Linked DNA regions of Mus musculus: region 1 is linked to region 2. Evidence: chromatin contacts called from public HiCAR-type data. All regions are on one chromosome and are shown on one strand. Each heading gives the region's core, a stretch centred on a gene start, on an enhancer-like site or on the middle of the called end of the contact. The rest is flanking DNA. Distances are from core to core; before and after follow the strand shown.

Region 1 (6,848 bases), core at 1,215-3,714, 160 kb before region 2:
GGACTTAAGGGAGAGGTTGCGACCACTGGGAAGGGTGGTCATTCCCTCTCTTCCACGGTAGGACAAACCTGGAGCTGTGGTTAGGGATATGTGTAAACAGCAGATTGAATTCTGCACCCTGAGACAGAGAGAGAGACATAGCTCCAAGACATCCCGGCTGCCCTTGAGCTGCCTCAGGCACTCTTCCACCCTCAGCCTTCCACTTAGTCCCTACACCAGGAGCAGCATAGGTGGCCCTCGACAAATCAGACTCCTGTGGGCCTGGCCTTCCGAGTCCTCTCCCCACCTCCCCGCCCTGAACCCCACCAGAGTCACAGCTGGGCTCTGTCACCGGACTGAGTGGGCAGGGCACCCAAGCTTGCTGGAGATGCAGGTTAGAATTCAGGTAGGGGACGGTGGGCTTTGTGGCTTACCCCGCCCTGGTGGCTGAGAAACATGCTTAGCATGGTGAACTGGGAAATTGCTGAGAGGAGCTGACCAGGTCCTACCCAGGTACAAGGTGCTGAGTTCTGGGCTCCTCTCCTCCCACCCACCCCCATTAGATTTTTCTCTAAGGTTGTGCTCCATCCCATAGCTGGTTCCTCCCCAAGGAGCCCAGCTGGGGTTGCAGACAGCCTGGAAGGGTTCTTCCCAGCTCTGACTTTGTCTGCACCAAGCCCTTGGAAGGCACAGAGGCTGGGAATGCACACACTGGCTCACTTCAGCTGTTGCCACTGAGCAGGAGACGAGGGAGGGAGGGTAGGCCTGTGGTGTGGAGTCCCTTCTATATAGAAGGGCCTGAAGCATCAGCCAAAAGTGTCTGTCGCATGGGCCCTCCCGCTTCTGCTCCAACACTGGCCCACTCTCGGAGCTGAGGGCTTCCATTCCAGCAGCTACCTGAAATTGAAGGACTCCCTTCAATGCTCCTGGTGCCCATGATCATCTTGGTGTGAATCATCTCATCACCCTCCTTTCTGAATGGAGGAGACCTCACCTGAACTCCACACTAGAGGATAACATCAGGACATTAGCCTAAAGATGGGGGGTTAGCACCCTGGTGGGTGGGTGGGGTAAGGTTTATTGTGCAGCCATTTGTACTGTTCTAGCAAAGTGCATCTGACTGTGTAGAAATCTATAGACTGCAGTCTGGGTGGCTAAGAGGTCTAAGACCAAGCTACCACCCTTCTCTGCTTCCAAAATGCCACCTTGTTGTTGTGGCACCACATGATGGGAGGGACAAGGGCTCAGTTAAGCCTCTAAGAGGGCCACTGCTCTGCACATGAGGGTGGAGCCCACATACTGCTGAGTTCACTTTTTAAGGGCTCCTAACTCCTAAATACTGCCCTCTGGGCGGGACACCAATTTGAGGCCCAGGGCAGGGTGTGAGAGTTCTGTGTGGCCCCAAGCTGGCAGAGCTGTTGCTCAGTCACCTGGCCAAGTGGGATCACATATCAGCAAGTGGTATCTAGGTGTGGTCTGGAGACCTTGGTCATTCCTGATCAGAAGCAGCAACCAGCAGCCGGTCAGAGGTGACAGCAGTCCTGGTGTGTGCCACGCGGCTGCCAGAGCGTGCTCTCCCTAAGCGCACAGAGCAGGTCTGTTTGAGGTCACGGCTGCGATGTGTATTTTGAATCTTTTCAGCGGTATGTGCACTGCAGGGACTTGGCCCATGCACTGTGTGTGCAGCTCATACTTGGTGGGCTTTGTAATGTGCGGAGGCGTTGCCAAGGGCAGCGGAAATGTGGATTTTTTTTTTCAGCATAATCACATGAATCCTGCTGCCACCCTCCCCTGCCCCTGGGCCTGGACTGTCTCAGCCTGCAGTTAGGAAGGTCCCTACAGACAGAAGGAACTAACTTCTTAATTCTTGAACATAGCCGTGTCCAGTGGGGACCTGCAGGGCTCTGGTGAAGCAGGTCCTCTTGAGGCCTCTGGTAGTCTCTAGGGAGTGGAGCCTGCCTTTCCAGGATAATTCACGGACAGGCCTGGGGTGAGCCGGTGATGCTTATCTTCAGAGCTGTTGCAGGAGCACGAGAAGGAAAGTCTCCTGGGGAACCTGGGGGTCCAGCCCAAGCCCACCTTGTCTAGCCAGCTCTTCTCCTGAGTCCTTTTCTGTAAAGCTGAGACCCTCTCAAGCCTGTCCATCAGGCTGATGCCCAAGACCTCTCTAGTTATCCTGGCATGAGGCCCACCCTCATGACCTCATCATAATTGCCTCTGGAAAGGCCCCGTCTCTAGATTGTTCTTCTCTGAGGTGCAGGGATGTAAGGGCTCCAGCAAAGGAGCTTGGGGCATCAATGCTCTGAGTCTGGGATTAGACTACATCATCAAGGGCCCTGCCAGAGGGCCCTCCACACATCCAGCCCATTCTTGGTCAGGCAACACTGGCTGGCCAAGGGCTGCCACACAGGGAAACTGCTGTGTCCTGAGAGGCTCATTCTGCATTCAGCTCATTCCCAGGAAAGGAAACCAGGGCTCTGGCGGGAGTTCTCCCGACCACTTAGCTGAGGAGGCACTCAGTTGCCACGGTGACCTCTGTCAGCACAGTCACTTCTCTAGGCTGGAGGGTTTCCCCACCCCCCACCCTCAGAGTTCACACTGAGTGTTGAATCCCTTGGTGACAAAAACATGGAAACGGTTGCCATGGCAGCCATTCTTTGGAGCCCTCAGACTGAAGTGCAAAGTTCAGGATGCCCAGAACAGCTGAAATGAAAATATGGGAAAATCTGCCACTTCCCTCGCCCAGGAGGGCAGGTTGGAGCGTCCGGTGCTCCTCTGCACCAGCTGTCTGCTTCCCAACCTTGGCCAGCCAATGTGGGCACAGGAAGGGAGCAGGGTGCTCTCCCCTATACACCAGAGACCTTAATGGGGAGTCACCTGGAGCAGCAGGGACCCAGGCAGGCTTTCTGACTGTGGAAGAATCAGGGAAGTGATGAGCTGGGCTTCCCTGGGGTTTCTAAGTCAGGGGGCTCAGGACAGTCAGTTGGTCAGGTGGTCCTCAGCATAGTCCAGGGGTAGTGCTTCCCTGCCCTGAGGGAGGAGGCATACACTGTGTGACATATGGGGTCAGCGCAGGGAAGGAGCACTGGCGATGGGGATAGGAACAATGTCTGCCTCCCTTGAATGAGACTGAGCACAGCTGAGGCCTTCTCTAGGAATCTCCTGGACTGTAGAGGGTGATTGGCTGTGTGTTCCTCTCTCGCCAGCAATTCCCAAGTAGGCTCCGAGAGGCTCTGGTGGCCTAAGATGGGCCAACCACGGGCTTCTACAGCCAGCAGTTTTCGGGAAGCCAATGCAAACACACTACTTACCACACACAGCCTCTCAAAAGCCCAGCACCAAGGGAATTCTTGAAGGGAACCTGGTGTTCCCTCCATCTTTTGCTGTTGTTGTGTGTGTACACACATGGAGTGTTTGTGTGTGTGTATGTAGGTCAGAAGTTGAGTTTGGGTATCTTCCTGTTGTCCTCCACCTTGTTGGGAGAAAGAAGACTGTCTGTCATTGAACTGAGAACATGCCAAGCACCAAGGATCTGCCGTCTTCATGGCCCAGTGCTGGGATTGTAGTTACGAGTCCTGCTTTGCTCATGAGTTCTAAACTCATGGTCTGGCAAATGCTTCCTTGACTGAGCCACCTCCTAGCCTCTCCCTCATAAGCATGCCCTTCTACTTTAAAGTGCCTTCAGTAGGGACATCTTTTCACATATCTGCCGCTCCTCTCCAGTGTCTTCCCCCAGTAGCAGCAGCACTCCTGGGGAGAGCATGTGAACTGGGGACTTTACCCAGTTCTGGTGAGTCAGAAGCTCAAGGGTGGGTGGAGTCAGCACCGCACCATTTGCAGAAGCTCTCCAGGGACCTCTGGCGCAGTCTGGTTTGAGAACCCCTGTAGAAGAAGACTGGGGGTGGGGGGAGGGAGTGGGACAGTGCTGAACCTGAGAGGCTCCAAGGGAGCTAGCAGCCTGGCAGGGAGTATTTTTGAGGACCCTGGCTGACCCTGGAAAAGCACTCTGGCCATGTGAGTGGCAGACTCTCTTGATGCTGCGTACTAAAATTCCCTGATGGGCTGTTTCAATTTCATTGAAGTCAGGATGATTTTGGGGGACAGGTGCCATCCTAAGGCTTGGGGTGAAGTGGCTGGAGCCTTTGGAAGTCTAGGCATGTGAGGTGCTCCTCATTTCCAGAGGAGTCAGCCCTGCTGTCATCAAAGCCACCTGCCCTCAGGGGCAAGCAGACTATCTAGAGAGCTAGGGGCATGCTTAATCCATCTACCCCGCTTCCCTGGAGTCTCCCTTATGGATCTCAACATGTTCCAAGAGGCAGTGTTGGGCGGGGGGCACCTTCAACAAAGGCAGGAGCAACACTTCTTGGGATAGGGGCTTTGGCCCAGGTATTAGCTCAGGTTCTGGGATGAGCTTAGCTCACCCATTGCCCGTGGGGAGCCCTTTGCAGTCACTTTCCAGATCCCACTCCAGGTTCTTGTAGGACATCGTGCAGGTCGGGCCCATCCCATCCCAGGACCTGGGCACCTGGCTGCACTTCCCAGCCATGGCCCACACCACTTGTTTGCTTCCTCACAGCTGTCCAGATCCACATCCTGAAGGCCGACAAAGCAGGGGACTGGTGGAAGTTCACCGTGAACATCATCTCCGTGTACAAGCAGGGCACAAGTCGTATTCGCCGTGGTGACCAGAGTTTGTGGATCCGCTCACGAGACATCGCCTGCAAGTGTCCCAAAATCAAGCCCCTCAAGAAGTACTTGCTGTTGGGTAATGCCGAGGACTCACCTGACCAGAGTGGCATCGTGGCAGACAAGAGCAGCCTGGTGATCCAGTGGCGGGACACATGGGCACGGCGGCTGCGCAAGTTCCAGCAACGGGAGAAGAAGGGCAAGTGCAAGAAGGCCTAGCGCGGAGGTGGCGCGGGCTCCAGGAGGGCGGGCAGGGCGCTGGCAAAGGCTGGCAGCCTTGGACTTGGCCGTCAGGGGTTTTTTTGGGAGGGTGGGGGCGGGGCGAAGTCGAAGTGGGGCGGGGCCCTCAGCGGCTCCGCCCCAGCCCCACCCTCACACCCCTGGCTGCGCTCTTATGCGCATGGCAGAAAGCACCCTGTATTGACAGGCCAGGCCCTGGAGAAATGAGGACAAGACATAGCTACCTCACGGCGCTCCTTCCAGAACAGAGATGCGCTTCCCTAGGGCTAGGTGGGGGTCGCCGTGGAGGGGTTAGGGAGGTCCTGAGAGGCGGGAACAGAATGGCACAGTGGTCTACAGTCGCTGTGTTTGATGGTTATTGAAGGGGGATGTAAGAACTGTGAATTTTTGGGCCTGCAGCCTGGGCAGGGGCAACCAATCCACCACCAGACACTAGTCACGCCCCCCTCCTTTCTCCATCACCCGCTGTCTAGGAATTCCCACAGGACTCCAGACTCTGACAACAGGTCCCTATGTTAGAGGGCCCGATGACACTGGGATCAGCCAGCTTTGGTCTCCACTGCCACCTGCTGGGCTGGTCTCCTGGGTGGAGTTCACCATCTGTAGGGAGGGGAGAGTTCTCCTGGGGCCTGCTCTACTCCAGTGGGGCTGGCCCAGGCTCCTGGCCCATCAGAGGGCCTAGGGCCTAAGGACCCTGAAGTCAAGCCGGGTGGTCACTGCCTCTGCTGGAGCTGCCTGTGGAAGGAGGCATTGCAAACCAAAACCTCCCAGAGAGTTTCCTTGCTGGAAACTTGGAAACAGCCCTTTTTATGACATTTTCCAGGGGAGGGGGAGGGGTACTGGCGGGGGTTTAGGGCAGTGACACTATTTGTGTAATGACATCAGCTCCCACAAGGCCTCACAGCAATGTCAACAGCTGGAGAGGGCCTGGTTAAGTCTGGAATGCCAGCGGCTGTCTAGGCAGTTTGAACCAGGCTTGGGGGAAGGGGCTTGCCTGAGTCAGGGTAGGGTCGCTGCTCAGCAAGGTGCCTGGCGTCCAAGCTGGAGGGCAAGGCCAGGAATGGTCAGGTTCTTGGGGTCCAAGCATTCTGTGACTGCTTCCTGCTGCCGCCCTCACTGCTGGCTCCCCAGAAAAGGGACATAGACTCCTTGGTTAAGAAACCCACTCTAGCTCCCAGCTGTCTTGGTCTAGCCTGGGCAGTCTGGTCTATTCCTTTCTGGCTGCCTTCTTTGTGGAGGTCCCCAGGCCCTCCTGTATGCCTAGCTCTCTTTTCTCTTAGAGACTTAATGTCCTCACGCAGGCAGCTCCAAGCTTCCCTTCTGGTTGCTTCCCAGGCCCCTTTAGCCTTTCCCTGCCTCCCTGTACTCGGGCCTCTAGCCTCGCGCCCCGCACACTGGATGAGAGGCCTGGCCCTCTCAGTCAGGAAATTGGTTTCATTTCTCCTGCCCACTTGGCTGCCCTGAAGGGCCATATGAGGGATGAAGCTCAGCCCCTCAGTGACACGGCTCCCTCTGCTTCTCCACTTCTGCCCACATCACCACTGCCACTTACTGAGCACCCTCTTGGTGCCAGGCACTTTACCCATATGCTCCTGGCCTGTTTTCACCACAAACCTGCGAGGCAGGGATTCACTCTTGTCTTCGTGTTCACCAGTAAAAAGACATGTCCACGTGCCCAAGGTCACACCAGCACCGGTACTCAGACTCTGACCTCACCACAGTTGCACATCAGCAGTTAGCCCTCTTGACACTCCCACAGTAGGCGAGGGTTGGGTGGGATAGTGGTTACCACTGAGACCCAGGCAGCTTGTCTCTAGAGAACTCTGAGGATATGAGCCTGGAGTATGGTCTGGGACAGACCCAGCAACACCTCCTGAGGAGGCATCGGGAGTGGCGGGGAATGAGGAATGGACTCCCTAGTGGAAAGCCGCAAGATCCAGGAA
Region 2 (7,101 bases), core at 4,445-6,944:
CCGGTATTTGCAAACTGCCTGGCTTGCTACATGGGAAGCTGGCTCTGAACTATGGTCCTCAATTAGGGAGTTGGTGTCCATTTATAGAATGGCCTTCCACCTTCAAGCAAACCATCTTATCTTCTCCACAGAACAGCTCTTGATGGCTAGTACCAATAGCATGCTTTTTTCCATTTTAACTCCCGGGCTTTCGTCAGGAGAGCACCAGCAATGCTCTTTCCTGATAGGGAAGGGGATGTGTGGTGTGGAACACTTAGCATTTTCTTTCTTTCTAGTCCCATAGAGTACATGGAAATATGGAGAAGAGATGCTACACAAGGTCTACTCTATACCTGAGTTCCTGCCCACATGGGATGTTCAACCTCTGAGGAAAGCTGCATACACTCGCTGTCTCTAGAACCCTGGACAACCTCACTAGGCTTCTTGAAAGGGCAGGAAGAGAGCACAGAAGAGCAGAGGAATACTCTACAGACTCAATGGCTTACAACTGCGTAATCTGTCAGAACCCACTTGGGAAACCCTGAGCCAGATGCCACTGAGGAAATGTTCTAATCTCGATTTTGGGAATTTGTTTCTTCCAACACTTGTGCAGGCTCCAAGGCTGGGAATTGTTTTTTTTTCTCATTGCTTCCTCTCATCACTGGTTTTCCCATCCCTCTCCAAGGTCCTGCTATAAACCTTCAGAGCCACCATGCCACAGAACTCTCCCCCTACATTTACTGCAGGTTTCTCCAGCTATTGGATACCTGCGATACCTGTGCCACCTTCCATCAGTGCCAGTTTACTCTGTCAGTCAGCTCCCTCCTCTACCACAGCAGCCATCGTTCTGTGGAATCCCCAGTAAGTTCACAGAACAATCTAGATCAACCTTCCCAAAGTGACTATTCCCTAAGTGACTCTCTGTTCACTTTGCCAGGGCTGGCCTCCTCTCAGTCTCCAGCACCCAGACTTGATCTCACTGCTGGGTCTCAACCTTGTCACCTGCTTCCCTTACCTCAAAGCCAAACTCCACATTTCCTCCTGGAACCAAACAAGAAACATAAAGAATAATGTAATTCTGAGTATGAAAGGCTAAAATGATTAAAACAGAGAAGATTAAAGTAGAAGGGACCTTTGACATTTGATCAAATATCATTTACCCTTGCTAACCACTCCAATTTACCTCATGCTCTCTGATGGCTGTGTAGCATCACTGAACCCATAAATGAAGGTCCTCCTCAGACCCCTGGCTTAGCCCTCAACTCCACTTTTTCTAATTTATTACCATGGCTTGATTCATACCTATAGTTCTGGGCATAGTTCTTGCTTGAACTTCGGCCTCCAAAGGAGCATACTATCTTTGAAATAACTAAGATGACCTCGGGCATCCTTGAACTCAATGGCCTCTTCATTTCATCTCCATGTGTTCCTCTTTCCTGGTCTCCTGGACCATGAATGGCATTGTCATTTATTGTACCAATCAGAATTCAACTAACCACTTTGTCCTACTAATAATACTTCCTATCAGATCTGACAGCTCTCTTATCTTGCTTAAAATACTCCGGTTTAGGCCAGCACCGTCTTATAACTGAACTACTTCAAACCATCTCTGGATTGGTTTCCCTGCATTTTCCCTCAACCCTACAAAAGTCCATTACTCTAAAGTCATGTTTTCTTTATCATAAAAACAAAGATTTTCTTTGAGAAAGGCCCCAATATATATCAGAGGCTAACTTGGAGTACTCTATGTAGCTCAGACTAGTGTAGAATGAGCAATCCTCCTGCTTCAACCTTCCAAGTGCCAAGATTATATGTGAGCCAGCCAACACATCTGGCTTCACTTATATCAATTTACACCTTGTTTGTCTTTATGTAAGCCTAAGTTGTCATTTTGGAGCAAAAAGGGTGAATGGTGGTGGTGACAGGTGTCAGTGGTGGACTTCAACAGCTCAGACTCCTAAGGATATAAGATGCGTCTCAAGATTTAAGATGCTTAACTAGGGATGTCAAGGAAATGAGCATCAGTGATTCAACATCTCTGGACATAAATGCTAAAGGGAGTTAATTTACACTCAAGAGTCAGTGGGATTTGGAAACCTGATTAAAGACTGAGATACTTAATTTCAAAAACAAAAGAGCTGACTGATAGCCAGCAAGATGTTTTAGCTTACCACCAAGCCGGAAGATCTGATTTTAATTCCAGGAACTACACCACAGAAGAGTATAACTGACTTCCACCAGCTGTCGTCTGACCTCCACACACTTGCCATGGTACACATCTGCCCATCCCTTCACATACACACAAATAAGGCAAGCAAGCAAACAAACAAATGCATTTTTTTTTTATAAAAGAGCTTTAAGGAGGTAAGTTTAAGCAGAAGTAGAGGTACCTTACATGAGTGCATAATGCTGTTCCCAGAAGACATGGGTTATTAATTAGAAATCTTAGTGCAAGGCATGAGATACCTCCCTATTGGAGGTACTGGCTAGGTAGGCCCCAGAGGGCTCCAAAACAACACAGGCTACTTACTATATTGCTACTTATTGTGATAGAAGCAAGATTTATCTGGCTAGGTAATTTCACAGAAGGATTATCTACATTGGGTTGGCCCGTGGGCATGTCTATGTAGGATTCTCTTAATTAAGTTAATTGATGTTGAAAGACCCAGTCCACTGTTGGTGGCACCATTCCTTAGGCAAGGTGGTCTCAAATTGTTTAAGAGTGAAGAAATTGAGCTAAGCACAAGCAAACAAATAGGCATTCATAAACGTACTCTCTGTTCTTGGCTATAACGTGACTGCTATTTTAAGTTCCTCCCTTGGCTTCCCCACAATGATGGAATATTGTAAGGCAAACCTCTAAGTGGCTTTTTTGTCATGGTATTTTACCACAGCAATAGAAATGAAACTAGAACACTATTGGTTCCAATTGCCTATCCTAGTAGATATAACACTGCTTTACTCAGGACACAGAAAAATCCATCTCCCAGGAAACTTCCTCTCTTCTGGCCAGCTTTCACAGTGCCAGAAGGTGATATACTGGCCAGTGGGGAAGAAGAGACATCAATAGTTTACCCTGTGCTTGACCCTGAAAACTACAATCTTGACCTTCCAGGCAAATGTACAATAGTGGCATGGCGGTTGAAGGCCACTTTCAGAGGCCTGCTCCATGGGAGAGAATTCATGCCCAGTGCTAAAGACTTGGTCAAAAGCCTAGAGCTGGGGAAGTCGTGGGCCCGTGGGGAAACTTACTAGTGTTTGCTGTTGTTTTGCCAAATGGTTTATCTTCCAAGATCAGATGAGATTGGGTGTGTTCAGGGTGGTATGGCCATAGGCACCAAATGGTTATCCTGTCAAACTGCTTCTAAATATGTATTTACACTCGTAGATTTGTGCTTCTCTTGATCTTAGTCAAAAAAAGTTTCCTTTTTGAGATGGGCAGTGGTCAATGCAGACACTCATGACTGGTCAAAATGCTGAGAAGAAGTGACTGTGACTACTTAGTCCTAAATAGGGCATCTACATTCTCTCCCCCGAGGCTCAAGAAACACCACAGAAGGGAGGTCGGAAAGAGTATAAGAGGTGTAGAATAAGGCAAGTCCTGTGAAATGTGGTCTTCTAGACATACCATGGCTGCTCTGCTCATGAACTCACGTTAGCTGTAATTACATACATAAAATCTACATGAGAGCAAAGCAATCAAAATTCCAACATGGCCGAGGAAAAGCTCATGAGACCCCACCTCAAGCTGAGGAACTAGGAGCAGCCGATGGCTTCAGAAGGAGGGAAAGTACTTTTGTTTTCCTTTGTAGGTGTGGCCGACAAAAGTCGAACTTATGGGCCTCCTCCATGAGGTCTCTTGTCTTTTTAAGAGAATGTGTTGGAGGTGTCTGGGGGCTTGGAAAGGGAAGACAGAAGGGGTACATTGTGCATATGCATGAAATCATTCTTCCTTTTACTTGTTTGCTTGTGAGACAGGCTCTCACTATGTAGCCCTGGTTGTCCTGGAACTCATTGCATAGACCAGGCTGGCTTAGAACTCAGAGATCTACCTGCCTCTGACTTCCAAGTGCTTAGGATTAAGGCATATGTCACCATGCCTGGTGTTAACATTTTTGAAGAATAAATTTAAAATGTTATTTTTAAAAAGAGCTAATTGGGACTAGAAAGAATTACTTGGGTGCCTGAAAATATCCGAGCAGGGGTGGCCATTAATGTTAAAGAAGATAATAAGCCTTCTGTAGTATGTCCTTGCACACCACCCTCAGAGAGAGGCTTGAAGACTAGAAGGTTGTATATCACACTTAAGAGGGCAACATCAGAATTCTTGAGTTGAGACTATCTGTGTTTGGGGCTAACTCATTAACTTAGTTACTGAAGCAGCTTAGAGCTTTGAGTTCTTTTCTCTGTGCCAGAATGGAATCAAACATCAAATTACTCGTCCATCAGAAATCATCTCCTACTTTGTGTAAGTAGAGAGCATTAAAAAGAAAGGATCACACACAGTTCCCATCCCAAGGGATCGTCAAATGTGGCCACAGAGTTTAGTCTCCTCTGGGTTCACAAAGTTTGCTTTTGGAAGGGTCCATTAGGTTCATCTATGAACCTTCCACGGTCACAGGGGCCCAGCTGAGTAGCAGTGTAAGGCCCAAATAACTTCCTTCTTCCAGACTCATCTGTGTCCTCTCTACTGGTTCCTCCCTGGGTCTAGAGAGTTGTGCTCTCTAAGGAGAAACAAGGAACTTATCTACCATAAAAGACAAAAACATCTATGTTCTTTATATTGTTCTACTAAATGACAACCGAGCAATCTGTTTACCCAGCGGGCCATCTGGTTAACCAACAGCTGTGGTTTCTAACTCTCCACCAAACACACACTTTTCTTTGGGAACTTCCAAGTTTTCCACTTTGCTATCATCTACTTCTGTTGGCCTGGATTCACCCCTACCCTGCAGGTACCATGGCTTACTGGGCACAGGAAGTTCTCCCTAGTCATCTACTTTCTGTCTGCCTACCTCTGTTACTTCCCACTTCTACCAAATCCAAGTCTGGCTACTGACCATGCTTGCTGGGTTATCCAAGCCCCACTCTGCCACAGTGAACTACAAGAAAAACCTTCAGTGTTGGCAGCTGGCGAGAGCGCCAGTCAGTGCTCCCTGTAGCAATGACTTGGTAGAAACGTGAGTCACTCAGCAGCATGGGCCCTTCGCTCTGTGGCCCACAATGATCATGATAAGCCTCAGGCAAAGATGACTATATTTTCACAGCACTGCCTTCAACTGGAGCAGAGAGAAGTCAACTAGCATCCTGAACTCTGAACTCCAGAATCAGAGTCTTTCTATATTTACCTAAGAACTTCCCAGGAACGGAGCATCTAGCATCATGAGCACATCATCTTTGCTGAAGAAAAACAGATGTTTACTCTGTTAGGTATGTGTGCATATTCATACTACCTATACCCCCCCCACCCCCCCCATGGCTTTTTGATAACTTCCTGGCTTCTCAAAACAATTTTTTGTAGGATACTGGCTGTGAATCTTTGTGTGGACAGTTCAATAGCTGGTTGTGTAAAGAGAGACGGGTCTTTTGTCTTTACCCCCAAAAGAACTGAAACAGACTCTTTCTTTCAAAAGTTGGCAGAGATATGTGGCAGAGGGGCCCAGCTCGTTTGTAGAGGCAAACACGTTGCTGTCCAGCACAGATTGATCACCGGCTGGGAGGCAAGTCATTCCAACGTCGGTTCACAGAACACTGGCTCTTCGCTGCTCCGCTGACCACCAGTGACAGATTGATGTGGGGTTCCTTAGCAGAGAAGCTGGCTCACGTAGAGGGCCCGGGAAGCTAAGCAGGTTGCAAGTGTATTATACATGCTCTCTCTGCCTAGAAAAACAAAGCGTCCCACCTTTCTGACCTGCACTTGGAGAACCCTTCGGGACTGAGTTTGCTTTGTGGCTTAGAAGACGGCTTACAGCTTTCCTGAACAACATAAAAAATGAATGCGTATTGGCACTTCCCAAAGAAAGCCAAAATCCACAAAGAGAATGACGAAGGAACTTCTCTTCCCCCTTCTCCCACTGAGAGTGAGAAAGGAAAGACATGATATTTCACGTCAGTGCCGCAGAGTTTGTTTTGTAAAAACAAATGAAGAGGTGCAGCTTGTCACACCATTTGTAGCTAGACGGTCCTGGATCTCACAAAAGGACATGTGCTGGGTGTCCTTCAGAATGTGGAGCATGGTAATGACCCACAAGGCCAAGAACACAGAAGTGCTATGCAAGGAGCTGAGGCATAATTGCTTGTTGAAGGAAACTGATGTATAAGGTGTGAATTTGAAAAGCCTGTAATATGTTTGACTTTGCATAAATTTGAGATATTAAAATTTTCAAAAGGTTGTACTTTATCTTCTTTTTTTTTTAACAGAACACTTTTCAAACACCCTGGCCGACTTTTTAAAGAATGATGATAGTTTAAATATGCTGCTATTTATCTCGATCCCTGATCCAGCACTTCTTTCCCATTGTGTTCTAATACAGGATATTTGAACTACAGCCATTTAGCATAAGAAAGAAGAATAGCTGCTCAGGGTCAGGGACAATCTTACCCTCCATTCTTGGTGTCACCAAGCCCAGAAGAGAGTTGGCCACATAATAGATTCTCACTAAATATTTGCTGACTGACCATTCATTAGAAGCCAACTTAGCAACGCCATGACTTGCTGTTGGAGTCTAGCGGCAGGGTTGGTGAGATGATCTCATGAGCGTTTTCCCCACACATTTCTGGCACTGCCACCTGGACAACAGTTGAAACCATGAATGCAAAGGAAAGCTGAACAGCAAGAAGAGATTCCGCCCATGGGATCCATTTTTTCAAGGCTTGTAGGAGGGGAAGCAAACTACTGTTTTCCTTGTCATGGGAGCGCTGTGTGGGTTACTGTCCACCAAGCGAGAAAGGGATAGATATGGAGTGGTTAATGATGAGGGAAGCAACAGGCTTTTGGCAGCAGTACAAAGCCAGGGAATTTCTCAGTTTCCAGAGAGCAGCATGCGCTTTGTGGTGGAAAGGTCCTGAGCAGGAGCCAGAGCCACCCGGAGAAGAATGACTGGGCAGCATGCTTCACCCACC

The links. HiCAR-type assays count read pairs that join an accessible place to other places.
Region 1: a contact with region 2 is called in a HiCAR-type map of astrocytes, with 2.7 times the contacts expected there. The contact joins two enhancer-like sites. A contact is called at or near these places in 1 of 39 promoter capture datasets (liver), 4 of 484 Hi-C or Micro-C datasets (double positive thymocytes, embryonic fibroblasts, nephron progenitors and 1 more), 6 of 115 datasets of contacts at active chromatin or transcription factors (astrocytes, double positive thymocytes, heart atrium and 3 more) and 1 of 9 other capture datasets (embryonic stem cells).

Annotation. Positions count from the first base shown.
Region 1 is chr11:68,211,042-68,217,889 of GRCm38.p6, reverse strand. Ntn1 (netrin 1) reads left to right here. Exons shown (of 7, transcript NM_008744.2): 7 at 4,556-6,848. The coding sequence ends at 4,884. Among named protein-coding and RNA genes, the nearest start is that of Mir6406, 6.4 kb to the left of the region's middle. Within about 2 kb of position 2,464, at least 101 of the 459 cell types and tissues checked have an H3K27ac peak or open chromatin away from gene starts, as enhancers often do. A contact at or near this core is called in astrocytes, neural progenitor cells, oligodendrocyte precursor cells and 1 more, where this site is marked.
Region 2 is chr11:68,049,549-68,056,649 of GRCm38.p6, reverse strand. All of the region lies in intron 6 of Stx8 (syntaxin 8), which reads right to left. Among named protein-coding and RNA genes, the nearest start is that of Stx8, 87 kb to the right of the region's middle. Within about 2 kb of position 5,694, at least 25 of the 459 cell types and tissues checked have an H3K27ac peak or open chromatin away from gene starts, as enhancers often do. A contact at or near this core is called in astrocytes, neural progenitor cells, oligodendrocyte precursor cells and 1 more, where this site is marked.